Linked DNA regions of Mus musculus: region 2 is linked to region 1. Evidence: chromatin contacts called from public Hi-C data. All regions are on one chromosome and are shown on one strand. The core of a region is the stretch at or near the end of the contact, and the rest is flanking DNA. Distances in the headings are between cores, read along the strand shown.

Region 1 (4,509 bases), core at 1,543-4,042:
AGTTTCCTGGATGGTTTCTCTCAAACATCTTGCTTGACATCTCAAATATAATGAAAATGTACTGGCTACCACTTATCTGCTAGATTCTAAGTTAAGGGTCACCTGTAGGAAGACACTGTTAGGTATTCTTAGTTCTTGCCTATAGTTTTCTGCGCATGAGTTCCCCTGCTCTTACCACCTCAACTGAGCTGAAGTAGAACCTGGGATTACCATGCATTTGTGCTCTTTCTCAGTCTGCTGTCTTTAGCCTCATTTCTGCATTCCAAATTCTACCCAGAATTCAAGCCAAGTTCAAATGCTATGCTTTTCTGAGGCCCTTCTTTAATCCACTTCTGCTGCAGATAGAATAAATCCCTGCCCTGGCTCCCATACCTTGTGTGCAGCGTCCATATCTGGCTGATCTTTGTATGTCATGTGGTAGACTATATGTAATGCCTTGCACAGATTTATTAATAATGTGGTGAATGGATGGACTCACCCTTGCTGTGTCCTTTCTGTGTGAAAGATGCTGTACTAACAGCTAGATTTCATATAGACACTGTTAATTGAACTTCTCCCTTTGTTGTATTACAACTTTTTCTTCATAGATCTTCATATTAGTTCTTTGAGAATTTTGTCCAATGAGTTGAATTTTGACCATATCTATCCCTCCTCCATTTCCTCCCAAATCTACAAACCCTTCCCACCCAATTCCTCTCCTCTTTTTTTTTTAAATCTCATTAAATTCCAGTTGCATTGAAGCTGTATTCATGGCTACGTGTTCTTCAACTGGAGCATGCTAGAGCTACCAGTGGCAACACTGAAAACCAAATGATGCTCTGCCTCCCAGAAGCAATCAATTCCCAATAGCTCCTCAGCTGGGGGTAAGACTTCATGTCCATCTCCTCTCATACCACAACTAAGCAGGAAATAAACACAATAAGATGGGAGGAAGGCACTGGGTAGCGGCATGGCACGCACTTCTTACCTCTGTGGTCTATCCCCGGGTAGGCATGTGTGTTTACGTGAAGTTGACCCCCACAGCGAGACTTGGTTTTGTTCCAGTGAGCAGCGTGATTCATACAGTTTTCAAACAGCTAGTCTAACACAATTGTACCATTTATTTCTGGTCTAACTATGTTCTCCTGAGAAAACAAAATTACTCAGAGAAAATTCATTACATTTCATGGGGCTGGATAAGCAGGGCAAAATGATCTGAAGGAACCATATTCTAATTGCATCACCATGACACTGGCACCAAGAAGCTATTTCCACAAAATAAAGTCACACTAAGCCCTGCACACTTGGAACCCACACCAGGATTTGTGCCTGTGAATGTGGTTAGAGATGTGAGATTCCCCACACTGTGAAGGAAAAGGCATAAAATATATAGCTACTGTCTATTAGTGCAAAAAAATGTATATCCTTCAGCTGTTGATATTGGCTGTTAGAAAACAAAAAAAAAACAAAGAACTACCTCTCCTGAAATGGTTTGTAGCACCATTTGCCCATGGTCATTACTGTATGCTGGTAAGTAAGGCAAACATTTCCACTCTGTGCTGCTATTTCCCCAAGCTCCCACCCTGGCAACTGTTTAATCCTTACCACAACTGCCAGGGATGTTGGTGGGGAAACCTAAAAGCGAAAGAACAGGGTTCAGTGTGTACCACTCAATGTGAGGGTTACACCTCCAGCCTCAGCAGGCTGATTCCAGATCTGCAATGCCCAAACCACACACTCACAATATCCCCAGGCCTTGCAAATGCCATTATGTCTTAGAAACGCTGGGCTAGATGATGTAGTTTTAAAATTCACATTTTGAATAAGAAAGCATGGTGAGATGGGGTAAGACACACATACCAAATTCTGATACACTGATTCCTAAGCTCTGGCCAGCACTGGATGTGACTCCAATAAAGAGAGACAAGGAGATCAATGAGTTGTATGCTAATACCAGGCTCCTAGAAGACCTGGTATTAGCATACAACTCTCTCTACTCTCCCTTTACCAACACAGGCAGTAGCAAAGTCATCCAGATAAATTTTAATGCCAGATGATCAAATGATAAATTATTATTATTATTTTAGTATCAGTATGTCCCAAATATCACACATGGCATTTTTATGGGAAAAATTGCACTATTATTTCTACACTTTAAATTTAAGTAGATTGTGTGAGAGTTCAAGTTTATCTGAACTCTAACTTCCCCTTATGCTGGAATATCTGGAGAGTTGTATCGAGTGGCAAATAGAGAGGAACATAGCAGGCTGAATTATGTAGTTTAAGGCTATTCCTAAGAGTTCACACTAGCCTGCATACTAACTAGTCATGGATAGGATGTGGAATATCAGAACACAAATGGCAAGCAGGCTGTGGGGACAAGAGAATTCATCACAAGAAGGGAGCCCAGAAGATAAAAGAACAGCTATAGATGGGGACCATGTCCCAGTGAGTAAAGAAGCTAAAACGTTGAAGCCTTCAATCTATGGTGTATCAATTCCAAACTCTTAAATCGTTTTTTTTTTTTCTGACCATAGGAAAAAAATTAAGCTGCTGATGTAAGGCTTTTAACTGAGGCACGGTCATTAGTCTTGTTTGAGTCTAGAGAAACAGAATTACAGTAATGGACCAAAAGGTCAAATCGCCAGCATCCTTAGCCCACTTGGCTACGCGCCTGGCATTGATCTTCATGTCTTGGATGTGTGCCATGGGGTCCTGGCTGGAGAGTTAAGCTCATACGCACTTTGCTGTTTATCAACAGATCTAATTATTCAGCTTCTTACACCACAGCACAGAGCATCAAAGGATGAATCAGGCACAGTTCAGATGGCAGCACGGACAGGAGAGAAAGGGCACGGAGGGAAAGGATAGCACTGAGGCTGTGCTGAGCCATCAGGGCGTGGTCTTAGTTGTGTGTCTGTTTTATAGTGTGTTAACATTTCAGGAAACAAAAGCTCACCATGTTAGTTACCACCGTTGGGAGGCAATTCCCATCTCTCCCACTAAGCTACACCCCACCCTAAGAGGTTTGTAATTTGTTTATGGTTTTCTTCATTTGTTTTTGCTTTTGCTTTTTTGAGACATTTAGAAAGTATGTAAATCACATTGACTTCCATAGTTCTAGCAAAAGAGCTTTGGCTCTAACAGCTTATTTTATCCTCACCCCCTAAAAACCTCCAAAAAGTTCTCATTTAGCAAAAAATTCTACCAGCAAGTGACATTTTATGATTATCTGATTCCACATAAATTAATAATTAACTGCTGAATATTTGAGGTCTTATGTTAGCCCCCTCTGGCTTTTAAGAAACATATTTCATTGAAACCAAATCCTTCCTTCAAATGCTGCCCAGGGAAAGAAACCAAAGTCACCAATCTGGCATATTCATGAGAGGTCAAAATAGTAAAACCAGGGCCCTGAGTTAGTCTGAAATTGCTTAGGGGACGCTGCAAGAGGAGCCATGACTGACTAAGAGCAGAGCCCATCTGGACCCTGAATTCTGGGAAGCTTCTGGCAACAGGCAGAGAAAGAGAGAAAATAGCTCTCATCTGTGCAGGGATGATCATCAGTTCCAGCATCCCTCTGAACACAGAAAATTAATGTAGTCTCTCTCTCTCTCTCTCTCTCTCTCTCTCTCTCTCTCTCTCTCTCTCTGTGCGTGTGTGTGTGTTAGTTCTGTGATGTGTTAAATTATCCCATTTTTAATTGTTTCTATGGAATGGCGCTGGGTCATGAACCCAGGTCCTCAAGCTCACATGGGCTCTTGTACCAATTCATATCCTTACCCTATTCTTTTGCTTGTTTTGTTGTTTATTTGTTTGGCTTGACTTTTTGTTTTTGAGGCAGTCTATGTAGCCCAGGCTACCTTTGAACTCTGATTCTCTTGTTTCAGCTTCCCACAAGCTCACACTAAGCTTAGGAAATATAGTAGACCATGCCTACCTAGAGATGGACCTACCATGGGATGGTGCACATTCCCAGAGATGTACAGTAGGCATCCTAGTAGACCTACTGTGGAATAGAGGGCATCCCCAGGGGTGTGAGCCATTATCATTCTCTTTTCTATACACTTTGCATCGATTGCACATTACCAGATGTTTTAAGAATGTGGCCTGAAGCTCTGGCTACTTTCTGTCCCATCAGATCAGTGGATGGACCAGTGTTTTGCAGGCAACTTTGGTCAAGCTCTTTTCTGGTGTCAGAAACATTTCTCCTCAGGAGAATGCAAAGAACTAGAGGACTATATTGGTGATAGATTGTTTAATCTTATTTTCTTGTTTGGCAATAATGAATCCAAATAAGATTTTGCTAGTATAGGCATACAGGCTGTACTTCATGAGCTAATAATTTTAAAATTCAATTAAGATTGAGGTGACAGCTAGGAGGCTAAACAGAGCCAGAGGGCATATTCACAGCCCAGATAAAAGCCCATCAAAGACACTGAAGTAGACACGGAGGACAAAGAGACCATTCCCCAGGAGACACAGCTATGGATCCCCAAATACAGCAAACACGATAAGGGTATACAACAC
Region 2 (4,750 bases), core at 1,962-4,461, 110 kb after region 1:
GTACAATAGGCAAAATAGGTACAATAGGAAAGGATAAGTCTAGGTCTATATAAGACAATAGACTATTGATTATGATTATTATAAGAAAACAAGTCCCTTGTTTCTAAATATGAATCGTTATGAATTAGCAAGACAAATGCAAATCAAAGTCATACCAGGGCATCATTTTTATGCACCTAACAACAATGTGAAGAAATATGATTATTATCTACTGCTGGTGAGAGTAGAGCAATACTTGAGACATTGTGGTGGCAGGTGAATTCTTACAGGCTATAAAGAGGCAACCTGAGAGTGCTCTGCCAGTCTTACTTGTACAAATCTGTCCTAGAAAAACAAAGCACTCCTATTTAAGGGTATGTATATACTGTTTGTTATTGAAGAGTAAAGGAAAAGCAAACGTAGGAAATACCCTGAGAAAAATAAATCAACACCGAGACAGGAGTGGCGGAATCATAATGCTAGTGGCTCTCAGTGAGGAATATTTTCTCCTCAGAGGAAATATCAATGATGTTAAGGTTGAGAAATCCATAAATGTATATTTAAAGTGTGTGTGTGTGTGTGTGTGTGTGTGTGTGTGTGTGTGTAAAATGCTTGTGTCTATAGGAAAGTAAGGAACTATCTATAGCAACCCAACAGCACTGCCTACGTTGAGGAGAAGCACGGGAGATAGATGGAATGGTGTTGAAGGAACATGCCCTGCACTCACTCACAGGCATGCATGCACACATTCTTTTTTGTTGTTTTTTGTTTTTGTTTGTTTGTTTGTTTCGAGACAGGGTTTCTCTGTATATCCCTGGCTGTCCTGGAACTCGCTTTGTAGACCAGGCTGGCCTCGAACTCAGAAATCTGCCTGCCTCTGCCTCCCGAGTGCTGGGATTAAAGGCGTGCGCCACCATGTTCCTAAGTCACCAGTAGCTAAGTCAGAAGTCCATTAGACTCTGTTGTAATAATCATGTCTTCCTGGTCACATTTGAGAGTTCTTGCATCAAGTACCACGCATCTAATGCATCTAAATATTTTAAAAGATGGTGGGTTCCTCCCTTCAAATCCGTACAAAGGATCTTGTAGCATAGGGAACCTTTTGTTGCCTTAATTAGACAGCAAACGACTGCTCAGAGGGAAGTACAGTTGCCCAGAGGCTCTGGGCAGTATTAATAGAAGTCACCTGAAGGAATCAGCTAAAAAAAGATACAGTGGTTTTAAAACATAGAGGAAAGAAACATAATTTATATGTATTGATTGACTCCAAAATTTGAACCTGGTATCTGCAAGCATTAGATGTCATTATAAATCAGCCTTCTAAAACAGTCAGCGGCGATGTGGGTGAGCATGGGGAATAGCAACATTTGCAGTGTGCAAGCCACCGCCCCGTGTGTCCCAGTCGCACGCTTCGGCACTGAACTTTCCAGTGACAGGATAATATGTGATTTTTAAAACTGAAAAAATATAAATAAAAATAAGTATAAAATAATAAATAATTTAATAAATACAGTGTCACAAATTTTATAAATTTTAATTTTTATAATTGTATATAAAATACAATTGTATATAAAATGAGTGGAAATCTGCAGCTGATGGGGGTGAGGAGGTGGGGGGCATCTCCAGGACGAGGAAGAGACCTGGGATAAGGGAGGCACCCAAGAATCAATGGGGATGACCTTAGCTGTGACTCACACTACTGGGGATATGGAACCCGAAGAGGCTACCTCCTGTAGCCAGGCAGGAACTCCAGTGGAGTGATAGAGACAACACACCTACAAAACTTTCAACCTAAAATTTATCCTGTCTACAAGAAGACTAGGCACAGAGGATGGAGCAAAGACTGGGGGAATTGTCAACCAACAACTGCTCCAACTTGAGACCCATCCCATGGGCAAGCATCAGTCTCTAACATTATTAATGATACTCTGTCATGCTTGCAGGCAGGAGTCTAGCGTGGCTGTCCTCTGAGAGGCTCCCCCAGCAGCTGACTCAGACAGATGCAGACACTCACAGCCAAACAGTGGATGGAGCTTGGAGACCCTTATGGAAGAATAGGACGAAGGATTACGGGCCCCTAAGGGGATAGGAACTCCACAGGAAGACTAACAGAGTCAACTAACCTGGACCCTTGGGGCTCTCAGAGTCTGAATATCCAACCAAAGAACATACATGGGCTGGACCTAGGCCTCCCTACACATATGTAGCAGATGTGCAACTTGGTCTTCAAGTGGGTCCTGGACAACTGAAATGGAGGCTATCCCCAAAGCTGTTCCCTGTGTGTGGAATATGTTCTTCTAGCTGGGCTGCCTTACCTGGCCTCAATGGGAGAGGAAACACTTAGCATCGTAGAGACTTGAAGTGTCATAATACCTAGGGGAGATCCACCCACTTAAAGGAGAAGGGAAGAGGGTGGAAGAAGGATTGTAGGAAGGGGTGACCAGGAGGGGGACAGTGAGCGGATGTAAAGTGAATAAAAATAAAAATGAAATTAAATTTTAAAAGTTATAAAACTGGGAGTATAAAAAATATTTAAATAAAAATAATTATAAAATTTAGTTTTATAAATAAAATGTTATAAATTTTATATATTTAAAATTTTATAATTTTTATAATTGTATATACATTTTATAATCTTATACATTTAAAATATAAAATATAAAATAATTACAAAAAAAATTTATAAAAATTAAATAAAAATAAATAAATAGCTTAAGACATATACTTATTTTCCATTCAGAAAGACTTGAGAATAGCAGGCTTTTCAGCGATTGCCCATGATAGTCTAGCCACTGTGAGAGTTAGATCTTGCTATGTTTGGCAGCCTCACGCCTTCATGTCTAAGTGAAGATGAGGTCACATAGAAAAGGATTAGATCTTTGCTCACGTGGAGGAGAGAGGGGAATTAATACGGAACGAAATTGGCAGGTGACATGGTGACGAATGCTCTTGCCCGCCAGCTGACTTTGTTGTAATAGACAGTGGGTGACAGAGAATTAGAGCAGTGTGGAGCCGAGGCTGGGTGTGGCCATCCTGAAGTGTGCACGGATCTATTCTAGTGCCTGTCACGCATGGGAGCCAGGTTCTTAGGATGCCCATATAACATTTAAGGCTGAGAGGGCGTCTGTTAATGCACCAGGCGTGCTGAGAGAAGAAAGCCATCCTCCAGTGCACAGAATGACACTCGTGAGCATTTATTGAATGCAGCTGTGAGGTATTGCACCATGGGGAGCAAGTGAGTGGGGAGAAAGGCATCCGAGTGAGCGCCCAGCTCCCACACTAGCCTTGCCCTGCTGCAAAGTGGTATGAGATAATTCCCTGTAACCCAGGCTCCTGGTTTTGCTCAATGACATTATTAATGCCAGCCCTGCAGACTGGGGACTAGAAACTAGATCCAAGAACAGTGTAGGAAGACACAGCACAACACTGATAATTTCAATGGTTTTTTTTTGTTGTTATTTTTTTTTTTGCGATGTTCATTTTGATTTTAAGACTAAGTCAAGTAATATCTATTTGCCAAGAAGATTCTGATATAATCGAAGGTCAGGTAAAAGCTTTCATCCTAACTCAATACCCCAGCCATTTTTGCGTATGAAGGTATGAGGCTAAAATCTTCCCTGTGATTAATGGGGTGAAATGTACTATAGAACAGGTTCAAATGAATCACAGTAAAATATCCTTTCAATTATAGATAACTTTCTGAGGAAAGAAGAAAAACTGATGTTAGCAGATAAGTAAATACATAAGGGAACCTGACACTTTCCCATATCACTTGTCATTTCATAGTTTCAAATTAAGCTCAGCTCCCCAATATCAATTAAACCCTTACAGTGTGAAGCACGTTGCTGCGTATTGGGAACGGTGAGATAAACGGAAAGCGAGACAAAGATGGGACATTAGAGTTGCCGTGGAAGTGGCTGACAGGATGGATAAAAATTTCTCTGTATCGTGGTAATTGAATGGGGGCACGAGTCTATTAATATCAGAATACAATTTGTTTCTAGAATGGGCGTTCATTTATTATGATCAGACGCTTGCTCTTGCACTGCTGGAGATGCTGCGTCGGACTCATGTGGCTCACATATTCAAGTCAAGAAGGCTGGCACTCTTTCTCTCTGTTGCTCTTCCATATTTGTTTTCTCTGTCTTCCCTGACAGTTTCTCCCGAAGGAAGACAACCAGTGCTCGCCTATCTCCTATCAGTCTTTGTTCTATTACCATGTTCTTAATGGAAGGTGTGTGCTCACACCTCCATTTCTCTCACCCCATTTACCTTTCAACATACAACAGTCTGGATTCTGCTCTTACAATACATCAAAAATTCCTCTACGATTGACAAATGGTTGGCAGATCACCATATGCAGTGATCTCTCCAGATCTACAACATATGCAAGACCTTGACAGTACTGGCAGTGTCTCCTCAAAACTCACAGCTCCACAACCTTCAGTTCTTCTTCCTACCCTATCACCAGGGGTTGAGTTCAGAGCCAGTCAGGTGTTCTACCACTGAGCAGTATCCAGCCCTGGTTTACAGTTTATTTCTATGTGGGGGGTCTCACCAAGTGACCGAGGCTGACCTTGGTCTTGAACTTTTGATCCTTCTGCTTAGGCTTTCCAAGTCACTGGGATTAAAGGTTTATTCCAGCAGGTCAGGCTCTCTGTCTCCCTTACCCACTATAAGTGACTGACACACTGACCAGACTTTCCATTGATCAGGCATCTCCTTACACACTTACACCATTCCTGTTAGAGGCCTGATACTCAGCAGACAT

The links. Hi-C and Micro-C count contacts between places; a contact is called where the count stands out from the background.
Region 2: a Hi-C map of the N1E-115 cell line shows a contact between it and region 1, with 2.4 times the contacts expected there. The contact joins two enhancer-like sites. A contact is called at or near these places in 4 of 484 Hi-C or Micro-C datasets (the N1E-115 cell line, embryonic stem cells, nephron progenitors and 1 more) and 2 of 9 other capture datasets (adipose tissue and pancreatic islet).

The regions. Positions count from the first base shown.
Region 1 is chr13:96,071,014-96,075,522 of GRCm38.p6, forward strand. The region is part of intron 2 of Sv2c (synaptic vesicle glycoprotein 2c); the gene reads right to left. Among named protein-coding and RNA genes, the nearest start is that of Sv2c, 59 kb to the right of the region's middle. Within about 2 kb of position 2,793, at least 12 of the 459 cell types and tissues checked have an H3K27ac peak or open chromatin away from gene starts, as enhancers often do. A contact at or near this core is called in the N1E-115 cell line, where this site is marked.
Region 2 is chr13:96,177,835-96,182,584 of GRCm38.p6, forward strand. No RefSeq gene overlaps it. Among named protein-coding and RNA genes, the nearest start is that of Gm29543, 47 kb to the left of the region's middle. Within about 2 kb of position 3,212, at least 9 of the 459 cell types and tissues checked have an H3K27ac peak or open chromatin away from gene starts, as enhancers often do. A contact at or near this core is called in the N1E-115 cell line, where this site is marked.